Linked DNA regions of Mus musculus: all the other regions are linked to region 1. A link is a contact called in public HiChIP or PLAC-seq data. All regions are on one chromosome and are shown on one strand. The core of a region is the stretch at or near the end of the contact, and the rest is flanking DNA. Distances in the headings are between cores, read along the strand shown.

Region 1 (3,441 bases), core at 607-3,106:
GTGCTTTAAATTAGACTTTGAAAAATGGCAGTTGCTAGCCTTCACAATGGTGCCTACCAAGAGTTACTTCTGGCTGCCACACCCTCGCCAACTTTCCTTGTGCTCTGTTGAGATTGGTCTGTGTGTTCAAGACCACAGAATGAACATTACATGCCTGTAAGATACGTTCGAGACACCAGAGTAGATATCTTGACCCTCTCATCTGTTTTTAAGGGAAGAAAAATAAAATCACACTGATATTTGGACTGTCAGAGACTCTAAAGTATTTGTTAAGGGGTAATTTGTGACACAGGAGGAATTAATAAACAAGTTCAACTATGTCTCAGGCATCAGGCTGGGGTGAGAACTGGCCAGGAAAACTTTTGTTTACTTGGTGCCAGGCAACACTTGTGATGTCATCGAGATTAGAACCCTCACTTGGTAGGTCCTCACCTACACAGTGACAGTTAGCGTGCAGACTCGGCTGACTCAGCAGGTGAGCACACCTACTTTTGCTCTCTCTCTCCTCCTCCTCTCGACTTGGTGTGATGCTGGGGGTCCGACCCAGGGCCTTGCCTGACCTAGACAAGCAAAGCACGACTGAGCGACACCCCAGCCACTTCTGCTGTGGTTCTTTTTAAAATATTTTTCCGCTTTTCAGTTTTCTGGCACAAGGTATCACTCTCTTGCCCAGGCTGGTCTAGAACACACAGTGTCATCTAGGCTAGCCTCTCAGTCAGCGATCCTTCTGCCTCAGTCTCCCAGGTGCTGGGATTACAGGAGCGTACCACATCTGGCTTGCCTTCTTCACTTCCTCCAAGGCGAATGGCTAAGGAATCCTCACTGAATTCCTTGGGTCAACTAAGACATCTTACATGGCGATTTCCACAATTAACCGCCAACATGAGAGGGTTGCTCCAATTTCAATCCTTTTGGCTTTGAGGCCTCAATGTCAGTACAAGAGGCAAAGGATATATTATTACATTGCTTTAAAAAACAAAAAACCTTTTCAAGAAAGTACACAAAGCTTCTGACAAAGCTTTAACAAACGCCTAGCCAGTAGCACAGTGCTGTAATTCCCAGCACTTATGCAGGATGAGAGGCAGGTAGGGGGTGCCAAGGCAAACCCCAGCTACAGCCCAAGTTTACAGACAGCTGAGCTAAAGCACACCCAGTCTGAAAAAAAACAAAGGCTGGACATGATGTCAGGCCCTGTAATTGCAGCATTGTAAGGCAGAGACAAGATTAGCACAAGTGTATGGGCTGTTCACAGCAAGACCTCATCTCAAAAATAAATGAGAAAAAAAGTTACCCTAATATTTTTAGTACCATTATAACAGTGGGTCCTAAAATAATGTCATTTTTGGCAGGGGTTGAGAAAACTATCTCCACGCACACGCACATGCACACACTGGTGAATAAGGATGAAGTTTTACTTAACCTGTGCCACGGCCCTTCATTTGGGAAGGAGATCTGGATGTTACCTAACTTGCAGGTTCCAAGTGAGATTAAATAGCTGGCGTATTTACAGCAGGCTCTCGGGAACTCATACCCCGTGTTGTGATCTTTGGTGAGCTCGGATCCTGTAGCCTTGGATCTTAGGAGATTTGTTTAAATTAACGCGCACCAATTCTTTTTTTCAGATCGATTTCAACTCGACTGCGAATCTGTGCGGTCGGGTCGGGTAGTCTTTTTTTTTTTACTTAGGTGAGCTGGAAACACATTCTCCAACACGCTTTGCATGGTCCTTAGCTAGAGCCTCAGCTGCTACCTAGATTCATATTTCCTGGTCCTTCAACATTAACAGGGGCTGGGTCCGAGGGTCCACAGTTTCTGAAGCATCACTGTATCTGAACTCCCAGAGGCCGGTGCTGTCCGTTAGTAACGCCCACTGCGCGCGGGATGCAGGGACAGCTCGCAGGCGCACTGCGCTGGCCGCGCTCGGCACCCGTAGGGTTAGGTTGGGGCGCAGTAACTGGAAGTGTCCCCTCCCCGGGAGGAAGTTACACATTGGCCTCTTGCGCCTGGTGGAGATAGAACTTCCGCCGGCTCCGCCCCCTTCCACTTCCGGTAGGGAAGAATGGGTTGGTCCCACATGGGCAAAAACTGGCTGGAAGACTTTAGTGGTGGCGTTTTGGGAGCGGCAGCCAAGGGTCGCATTCGACTGTGTGGCCCTCCTGCCGCCTTTACAAACTGTCTTTCAGAGAACCTAATCCCCTTTGACCATGACACCTAATTTCAGTCATTCTGCTGTGACCAAAAGTAAGCTCCGTGTCCACAATGGCCTCCTACCTTATACTCCCAAACACTATACATCCATGTAATATATATTTAAGAGCCACCCGGGTTTGGTTCTTTTGTCTTACTCAGACATCATGAGTAAGGAGTCTGGTGTGGTGGCCCATGTCATTAATCCCAGCACTTAGGAGTAGAAGCAAGTGTGTTAGGAGTTATATATCATCCTGAGGTGTATAGACCATTTGGTGAGAGCCTGGGCTACATTCAATGTATGTATAGAAAGAGGGAGGGAGGAAAGGAGAAGAGAGACCAAGGAGAGGGGAAATGCTGAGCAGTGAGGAGGCGCTGGTAGGCTATTGACTAGTTGACCTGGGCCTCCAAGTTCAAAACAGGAGCTAGGCTGGACTATTTAAGTCCTGAGAGTCACAGGCTTATGGTTTCAGGCCCTGACCCTAACCTGGAGTCTACTCTTCATATCACCACCTCAGGCCTGCCATACTTATTTCAAAAACCTAAATATAGCAAAAGATTTATGGGCCTAATGTAAAAAGATGGCAATGGCTTACTGCTTCTAAATTGTAGTCAAACCTAGTGAGGTATCAATATTTGTAATCTGGACATATGGGAAATAAAGACAGGGTGAGGAGGAGGTAATTACACAATTAGGTAAGGGCTACGTGAAGCCCTGTCTGAGAAAGCTGAGACAAACGGCTTTGGGTCGAAAAGGGTATGTGTAGCGAGAGTATTACAGCCATCATGACATTGTCCATAATGCAAATGAAGGATCGAGTTTGTACCAAAGGCCTTCAGGGAGAGTTGGGCAGGGGTAGCATCCTCCCCTGGCCCCTGTGAAATGGCTTCAGGGGCCTGTAGAGTTTCCTTTATTCTGTCTTGTTTAGGAATGCTGCTTTCTAAGGCCGGTGGTCTAGACCGGCTGTAACCATGGCAGGTCTTCAGCCATGCTTGCAGTGCAGCTGCTGTGGGGTCCTCACCATGACTGCAGTGTGGACGGCATGCGAGCTGCCCTGAGAGATGCACCACCTCAGCAATGAGGGTGCGCTTGACTGGCAGCTCCCACTCAACAGAAATGCCTTCCTCTGTTGGCGCTTTTGAAAAGGGTGTCATGCATCCTAGGCTGGCCTGTAGCGGACAGAAACTTGAACTCTTCATCCTCTGGTGTGCATCTCCCAAGGACTGGATGTACACACTTGCAAAACTATGAGA
Region 2 (3,441 bases), core at 704-3,203, 230 kb before region 1:
GAAGTGTTAGTCTCCTAACCCAGGGTCAGAGAGTGTTTTCTGCAACAGGACAGGTGGTGAATAAGTTGGACTTCATGGACAGTGGACTGTTATTTACAAGGACTCACATGTAGGGGAAACACTTTTTGGTTAAGAAGTAGACTTCGTCTCCTTGGAAAATTCTATCTTATTAGATATCACATGTTATTATTGTTTGAAACATTGGTTACAGCTTACTGAGAGTCTAGATTTGAGTGTCTAGCCACTGAAGATCAAAGCCTTTATATAGTCATTTAGTTCCATGTATTTATTGTGTGTGTGTCTAGGTCAGAGAATGGTTTGCGAGAGTCGAGTCGAGTCTCTCCCTCCATCATGTGGGCCCTGGGTTCTGACTCAGGTCATCAGGCTTGGTGCTACTTGGCTTTCTCTTTGGAGTCACCGTGCCACCCCTGCCATTCCGTTTTAGTTTGTGCATTTTCTGTTCGTGGGTCTCTTGAGTTTTGGTTTTGACTATGAATTGAGATTGCCATTCTGCACTCTCACCCGTGCCTGTGTGCTTGGGATAACTGTTCTTTCAGTGGTCGTCATCTCAATGTCATGTCTGCACAGGTCTGAAAAGGAGCCCCAGTTTAAGTTCATCTACTTCAACCACATGAATTTAGCAGAGAAAAGTACAATTCACATGAGGAAAACGCCCAGTGTGTCACTCACATCCGTCCACCCAGATCTAATGAAGATATTAGGGGACATCAACAGTGACTTTACCAGGTAATCCCAGCGACTTCTCAAAGCGGATGTTGCCTTTCTGAGAATAGATTTAAAGGAGTTATACGTATGTATATTTATATTTATCTTATTTGTTTGTTTACATGGGATTCACTGTATAACCTAGTAGTACTTAAACTCAAGATCTCTCTGCCTCAGCCTTCTCAGGGCTGGGATTATAGACATATGCCTGCATGCCTAGCTAAATAATTACCTTTAAACCAAGTGACCCAGAGCCCTTGAGAAGAGACTGCTTCCACATCACACAAGGTTGCCTTTCATACGTGACTACTTAACTATTTATAACTACAACTTAGTGTCGTTTCTTTCTTTCTTTTTAAGATTTATTTACTTTATGTATATGAGTACACAGTAGCTGTACAGATGGTTGTGAGCCACCATGTGGTTGCTGGGAATTAAACTTGGCTTCTGCTTGCTCCAGCCCTAAGATTTATTTATTGTTATATGTAAGTACACTGTAGCTGTCTTCAGACACTCCAGAAGAGGGCGTCAGATCTCATTACAGATGGTTGTGAGCCACCATGTGGTTGCTGAGAATTGAACTCAGTACCTTCGGAAGAGCAGTCAGTGCTCTTAACCACTGAGCCATCTCTCCAGCCCCTTAGTACCATTTCTTGTTTTGAATTCTTTTTCTCTTCCCAGTCTAGCTGTGTACATAAAAGCATCCCACTCTGAAACTTTGTTACAGAGCAGATGAAGATGAAGAAATCATTGTGAAGGCCATGAGCGACTACTGGGTTGTTGGGAAGAAGTCTGACCAGCGGGAGCTGTACGTGATTCTCAGTCAGAAGAATGCGAACCTGATCGAGGTCAATGGTAAGGGGGCCTGGGACCTCAGGAGAACTTTAACCACGGATACTTCAAATAATCTTTCCCTGGGTTAAGAAACTATAGAAGCTGCACATTGTGGTCATACCTATAATTCCAGCTGAGGCAGGAGGATCAGGAGTTTACGTCCATCCTCAGCTACAGAGTGAGTTTGAACTCAGCCTGGACTACAGGAGACCCTATCTCAAAAAAAAGTAAATATGGCCTGAGAAGTGGCCTAGTGGGTACAGGAGCGTGCTGCCAAGCTTGGTGACACACAGAATGTCCTCAGACCTCATGCATGCATACTGTATCCCTCCATACACACACGTGCACACACAAGGAAATAGGAAGTTCTTTAAAAGGGAAGTAACTTGGTGAGCTGCAGCAGTGGCTCCGGGTTAAGACGTTGGCTTAGTTCCAGCTCCCACACAGTGGCCCGCAGGCAGCCGTAGCCCCGTTCTCACGGATCCAATACCTCGTCTGTCCTCTGACAGCATCGGGCACACGTGGTGATAGACATACATGCTGACAAAAGATAGTCACATAAAATAAACATTAGAAAGCAAAAAAACAGGGACTGCAGAGACAGCTCCAGAGGCTCAGGGTCTCTGCTGCTCTTACAGGGACTCAAGTTTGGTCTACACATGGGGCAGCTCATAACTGCCCCAGAAATCAAACAAACAGAAGCTCCTGGCCTTGGATCCCAGCTTTTCAAGAGGCAAGAGGATGAGAACTTCAAAGTCTGCCTGGGCTATTAATGGAGTCTCTACCTTGAATAAATGGTGGGGGGGAAATGAGATGGGTGTCAGGGGTCTGTGAGGGATGTAGCCCACTGCTACACCCGCCGAGCATGAGTGAGGGCCTAACTCAGCCTCCAGTGCAAACAGAAACCAGAACACAACTCCTAAGATCCAAGCAGATGCTTCTATTCTGTGTATTTCGGGTTTAAAGAAAACTTTATTTCATGCATATGGGTATTTTACCAGCATTTATGTCTGTGTCCCACCCACTTGTGCCTGGTCCCTGAGGAAGCCAGAAGGAGCTGCAGTTACTGACAGTTGTAGGCTGTCCTGTGGGTGCCGAGAACCAAATGGGGTCTTCTGTAAGAATAGCAGGTGCTCCTAGCCACTGAGCTGTGTCTCCAGTCCCCCATTAAATGCTTTTATTTCTCCTGTGGGGTGGGAAACTTAACAGTGCCTAAAAGAAAAGTGTTTTCTAAAGTGCTACAAAAAGAAAAATCAGCAAACAAGGCATGGCTGCCCACTGTACAAATGTCCTTTTATAGCTGCCCACTGTACAAATGTCCTTTTATAGCTGCCCACTGTACAAATGTCCTTTTATAGATCCTGTGATGAGAACCCTCCAGGCTGCCAGGTTCACAGGGCACTTCCAGCTGTCACCATCTGCACATGGGCAGAAGAATGCAGTTTTTTTCTGCCTTCCCATCAGGGCGGGGTTGGTCTCCTTTCTGGACAGTGTGATCTAGCAGCTGCTTTATGGGTCTTAATGAATGTTGTCCTGGAGAAAAGATCGCATTGTCCTCATGGGATTGGGCTTCGCCACTGCTCTCTGTGGCATGACACTAACGGCAGGCAGGGGACAAATCCTACCAAGCTCATCATAAGTGACATAGAGGATCTTAACATCTGTTCTTTTGTTGGTTTGTTTTGGGCTTTTGTTTTGTGTTTTTGAGACAAGAGCTTCCATCTGGCTGGCCTGAAAGTTGCTATGTAGGCCAGTCCAACCTTGAACTTACAGCCATTGTCCCACGGTTTCCTAACGTTGTGATTACAGGCAGCCTCACTGTGCCCAGCATTAGGACATTTCAGGTCTTCATTTGCATTAGTATTTGGGTGCATGCAGAGA
Region 3 (3,441 bases), core at 376-2,875, 210 kb after region 1:
CACTCCACTCATTTGTGGCACCTGCTGTAAAGGCTTGACGGTTCTGCCCCATGGCCTGATATCACTTAAGATGCTACAAGCCCTGCTCATGCTTGTCTAACATTCACAAAGTCCCGAGTTGATCCCGGCAGCACCTCATAACCAGGGTGGTACACACACAACACCTCCCCACCCCCCCCCCAAAAAAGTAAAGAGATTCTGATATGGACCTCAAATTTGGTTTTTCTTAACTCCTTTTAACCAATTTTGATCAACATATTTGGCTTCCGATTTCATGTGGTCTGTGTCATGGACCATTTACACACACCAAGTCCATTACACTCCAACTTGACCCAACTGCAGAAAAACTAGGTAGCACTATACTGAACTGGCGCCTCTGCACACCAGGGAACAACATAAGCACAGTAAGGCTGGGGTTAGGGCTGGCAAACCAATGCACCCACCGGGTTCATTTCCAGAACCACAAAAAACCAAAAACAAAACAAAAACAACAACAAAAAACCTCTGTCAGATTACATGCTTCCCAGGGGTGGAGCCAAGTCCTTCCTTCCAACACAGCCTGTGACACTCCAAGGTGTGTAAACAGAATCCAAGTTCACTATGCAGCCTTTCTTACATTTTGAGACAGAACACTCAGGTCCGTAAGACCTCTCCGCTAGAAAAAAAAGCATTTTGTAAATTCAAGATAGAGAAATGTCAGTCATTTTCAGCAAATGAGGCCTCCAGAATGCTGATGCAGGCATGCTGTTAGTCCACGTCTAAACTGTTGCAGGCCTCTAAATCTGTTTTCCCTCTTTCTCTCTCATCTTCATCCCTATCGCCATTTCTAATCCCTGGTCAGAAGATACCGAAAACATTGGTCAAGACACCATTAACTTTCAACCTACAGTACAAGGATAATATAATATACCGTCACAAAGTTTGGGGAACCAGAATTCACAAAGGAACTCGCAGCTACAGGATCGCCAACAATTTGTCATTTTTGAGGACAAAGCGTCCTAAGGGACCTTCCTGTCATCTTTCCTTGGACCCCACCCCCAGATGTGGGAACCTACCTTCTGAAGCATCCTCTATGCAGAGTAGGGTAACGGGGGTGGGAGGGACGCGGTGTTTGGTTCACACTCAGCCTCAGGCTGATAGCATGAGCCCCTTAGCACCTGCATCCCGCCGAGCCAGGTGGGCAGGGATGCGGAGGGCGCGGCTCACCTACCTGCAGGCGCACGTTGAGCATCATGGAAGCCACGATGTAGAGGTAAGGAAAGTTGATGCGCAGCCGCCAAGCCAAGTCAAAGAAGATGAGCAGCGTGCGGGTCAGCCCCTTGCAGAAGACCCCATAGGAGCGGGCGGCGGCCGAGCGCGACAGCCGGACAGCCAGACCCGACAGAGCCGTCGCCATATAGAGATCCGCGGCGCCCCCACTGCCCGCCCGCCCTCCCTCTCCGCGCCCCGTCGCCCAAGGCCTCCTCTCCCGGGCCGCTGCTCAGCGCTCAGCGATCTCAGGGAGCAAGGGAGACCGCGGCGAGGCCGGCAGGAGGGCGGGCCGCGGGGGAGCCGAGTCTGCGCGTCACTCTCCGGAGGCGACTCCACCAGCTACCACCTGGATTCCCGGCCGGGCCGCGCGGCCTGACGTCACAAAGCCGGCCCGCGCCTGCGCAGGCAGCAGACTCCGCCTCCCGCCCCGCCCCGGGCCGCCCCGCCCCTCGGGCGGCTTTCCTGCAAGTGAAGTGCGCATGAGTTGGAGACTAGGGTTGGCTGCGTTGCATCTGGCGTCCTCTAATGGTGAAGAGTTGAGAATAACGACACAGGGAAAGTGGCGTGGTGGCGCTAGCCTGTTAATATTCCAGCACTCAAGAGACTGAAGCAGGAAAAACATGAACTCAAGGCTGGCTGCTCCTCCAGAGGACCCTCAGTTCAGTTTCCCGTACCCACACTAGGTGGCTCAAAATCCACCTGTAGCTGGCTCCAGGAGAGCCAATATCTGACCTTCCTGGGCATCTGCACTCATTCGCACACACACCACATCCAAATAAAAATCAATCTTTAAAATATAACAGAAAAGAGATGATGCCTGGGTATGGCCACAGGTACTTTATAACACACATATTCCTAAAAATGGTTACAGTGAGACCAGCAAAATGGTGAAGTAGGTAAAATGCACTTCCCATTGCTCCAGAGGATCTGAGTTCAATTCCTGAGACCCTCATGGTGGAAGAACACAAGTGACTCTAGGGTGTTGCCTTCTATGCTGCTCATTTATTTTTGTTAACGTGACACAAGATAGACCAGCAGTTCTCAACCAGTGGGTCGCGACCTCTCTGGAGACCGAACGATCCTTTCACAGTGGTTAGCCTAAGACCACCTGTATATCAGATATTTACATTACGATTCGTAAAATTAGCAAAACTAAAGTTATAAAGTCGTTGTGAAATAATTTTATGGTTGGTGGTCACCACACGAAGAACTGTATTAAGGGGGTCGCGCATTGGAAGGCTGAGAACCTCGTCTAGAGTTATCTAATTCCTAGAGTTATGCTGGAAAAAGGAACCTCAATTGAAAAACTGCCTCCATCAGGTTGACCTGTAAGCGATTCTGTACGGCATCTTCTTGTTTGGTGATGGGTGTGAGAGGGTCCAGGCCATAAAGGGTGATATCAACTCAGCAGCAGCCTCCTGAAACTGGAATAGCAACAGGTTAGCGCTGCCACGCCACGTTCCCTGTTATCCTCAGCTTCACCATTAGAGGGCGCCAGGACGCAACGCAGCAACCCCACTCTACGACTCACACATGTAAGAAAACAAGGTAAACCTGGTGGTCCGTGGTGGTGATGGTGCATGCTTTTAACCCCAGTACTCAGTAGACAGAGGCAGGCAGATCTCTGTGAGTTCGAGGTCAGTCCAGTTTTTAGACTGAGATCCAGAACAGCCAAAGCTACACAGAGAAACCCTGTTAAGAAAAGAAAAGAAATATAAGGCAAAGGCAAATAAATTCTTTTCTCCCCACCTTGTTTTTGGTAATAGTGTTTAGCACAGCAGTAGAAATCAAAAAACACATCTTCCCATCTCCTCCAGCCTGCTGTGTTACATGCATGTATACACACACACAAACACATAAACTAAATAAAATGTGACTTTTGTACTGGCTGGTTTTGTGTGTCAACTTGACACAAGGTGGAGTTATCTCAGAGAAAGGAGCTTCAGTTGGGGAAATGCCTCCATAAGTTCCAGCTGTGGGGCATTTTCCCAATTAGTGATCAAGGAGGGGGGGGAGGTCCCCTTGTGGGTGGTGCCATCCCTGGGCTGGTAGTCCTGGGTTCTATAAGAACTCCATTTTATGCCAGGTACCCATCTTGCTACACGCTAAGCTGTTTGTCTCTGATTCCAGCCCCTGGAAGATAAGTTCCCAGTAACCTTAACTCAGTGGCCCCCACCCAAAATGTATGGC

What was found. HiChIP or PLAC-seq counts read pairs in DNA pulled down with a chosen protein or histone mark.
Region 2: a contact with region 1 is called in an H3K4me3 HiChIP or PLAC-seq map of bone marrow-derived macrophages, with 2.4 times the contacts expected there. The contact joins the enhancer-like site here to the promoter of D130017N08Rik in region 1. A contact is called at or near these places in 10 of 39 promoter capture datasets (the 3T3-L1 cell line, cranial neural crest, hematopoietic stem and progenitor cells and 5 more), 3 of 484 Hi-C or Micro-C datasets (the G1E-ER4 cell line and nephron progenitors) and 1 of 115 datasets of contacts at active chromatin or transcription factors (bone marrow-derived macrophages).
Region 3: a contact with region 1 is called in a FOXA1 HiChIP or PLAC-seq map of pancreatic cancer cells. The contact joins the promoter of Fam220a here to the promoter of D130017N08Rik in region 1. A contact is called at or near these places in 2 of 39 promoter capture datasets (cranial neural crest and fetal liver), 3 of 115 datasets of contacts at active chromatin or transcription factors (bone marrow-derived macrophages, embryonic stem cells and pancreatic cancer cells) and 1 of 9 other capture datasets (adipose tissue).

What each region holds. Positions count from the first base shown.
Region 1 is chr5:143,756,769-143,760,209 of GRCm38.p6, reverse strand. It overlaps D130017N08Rik (RIKEN cDNA D130017N08 gene), which reads right to left and starts at 1,856. Exons shown (of 2, transcript NR_015486.2): 1 at 1,421-1,856. It also overlaps a transcript of Usp42 not described here.
Region 2 is chr5:143,988,778-143,992,218 of GRCm38.p6, reverse strand. It overlaps Ccz1 (CCZ1 vacuolar protein trafficking and biogenesis associated), which reads left to right. Exons shown (of 15, transcript NM_177682.3): 13 at 589-747; 14 at 1,454-1,581. Among named protein-coding and RNA genes, the nearest start is that of Gm17135, 9.5 kb to the right of the region's middle. Within about 2 kb of position 1,953, at least 53 of the 459 cell types and tissues checked have an H3K27ac peak or open chromatin away from gene starts, as enhancers often do. A contact at or near this core is called in bone marrow-derived macrophages, where this site is marked.
Region 3 is chr5:143,546,904-143,550,344 of GRCm38.p6, reverse strand. Fam220a (family with sequence similarity 220, member A) reads right to left here and starts at 1,625. Exons shown (of 2, transcript NM_133703.5): 1 at 1,211-1,625.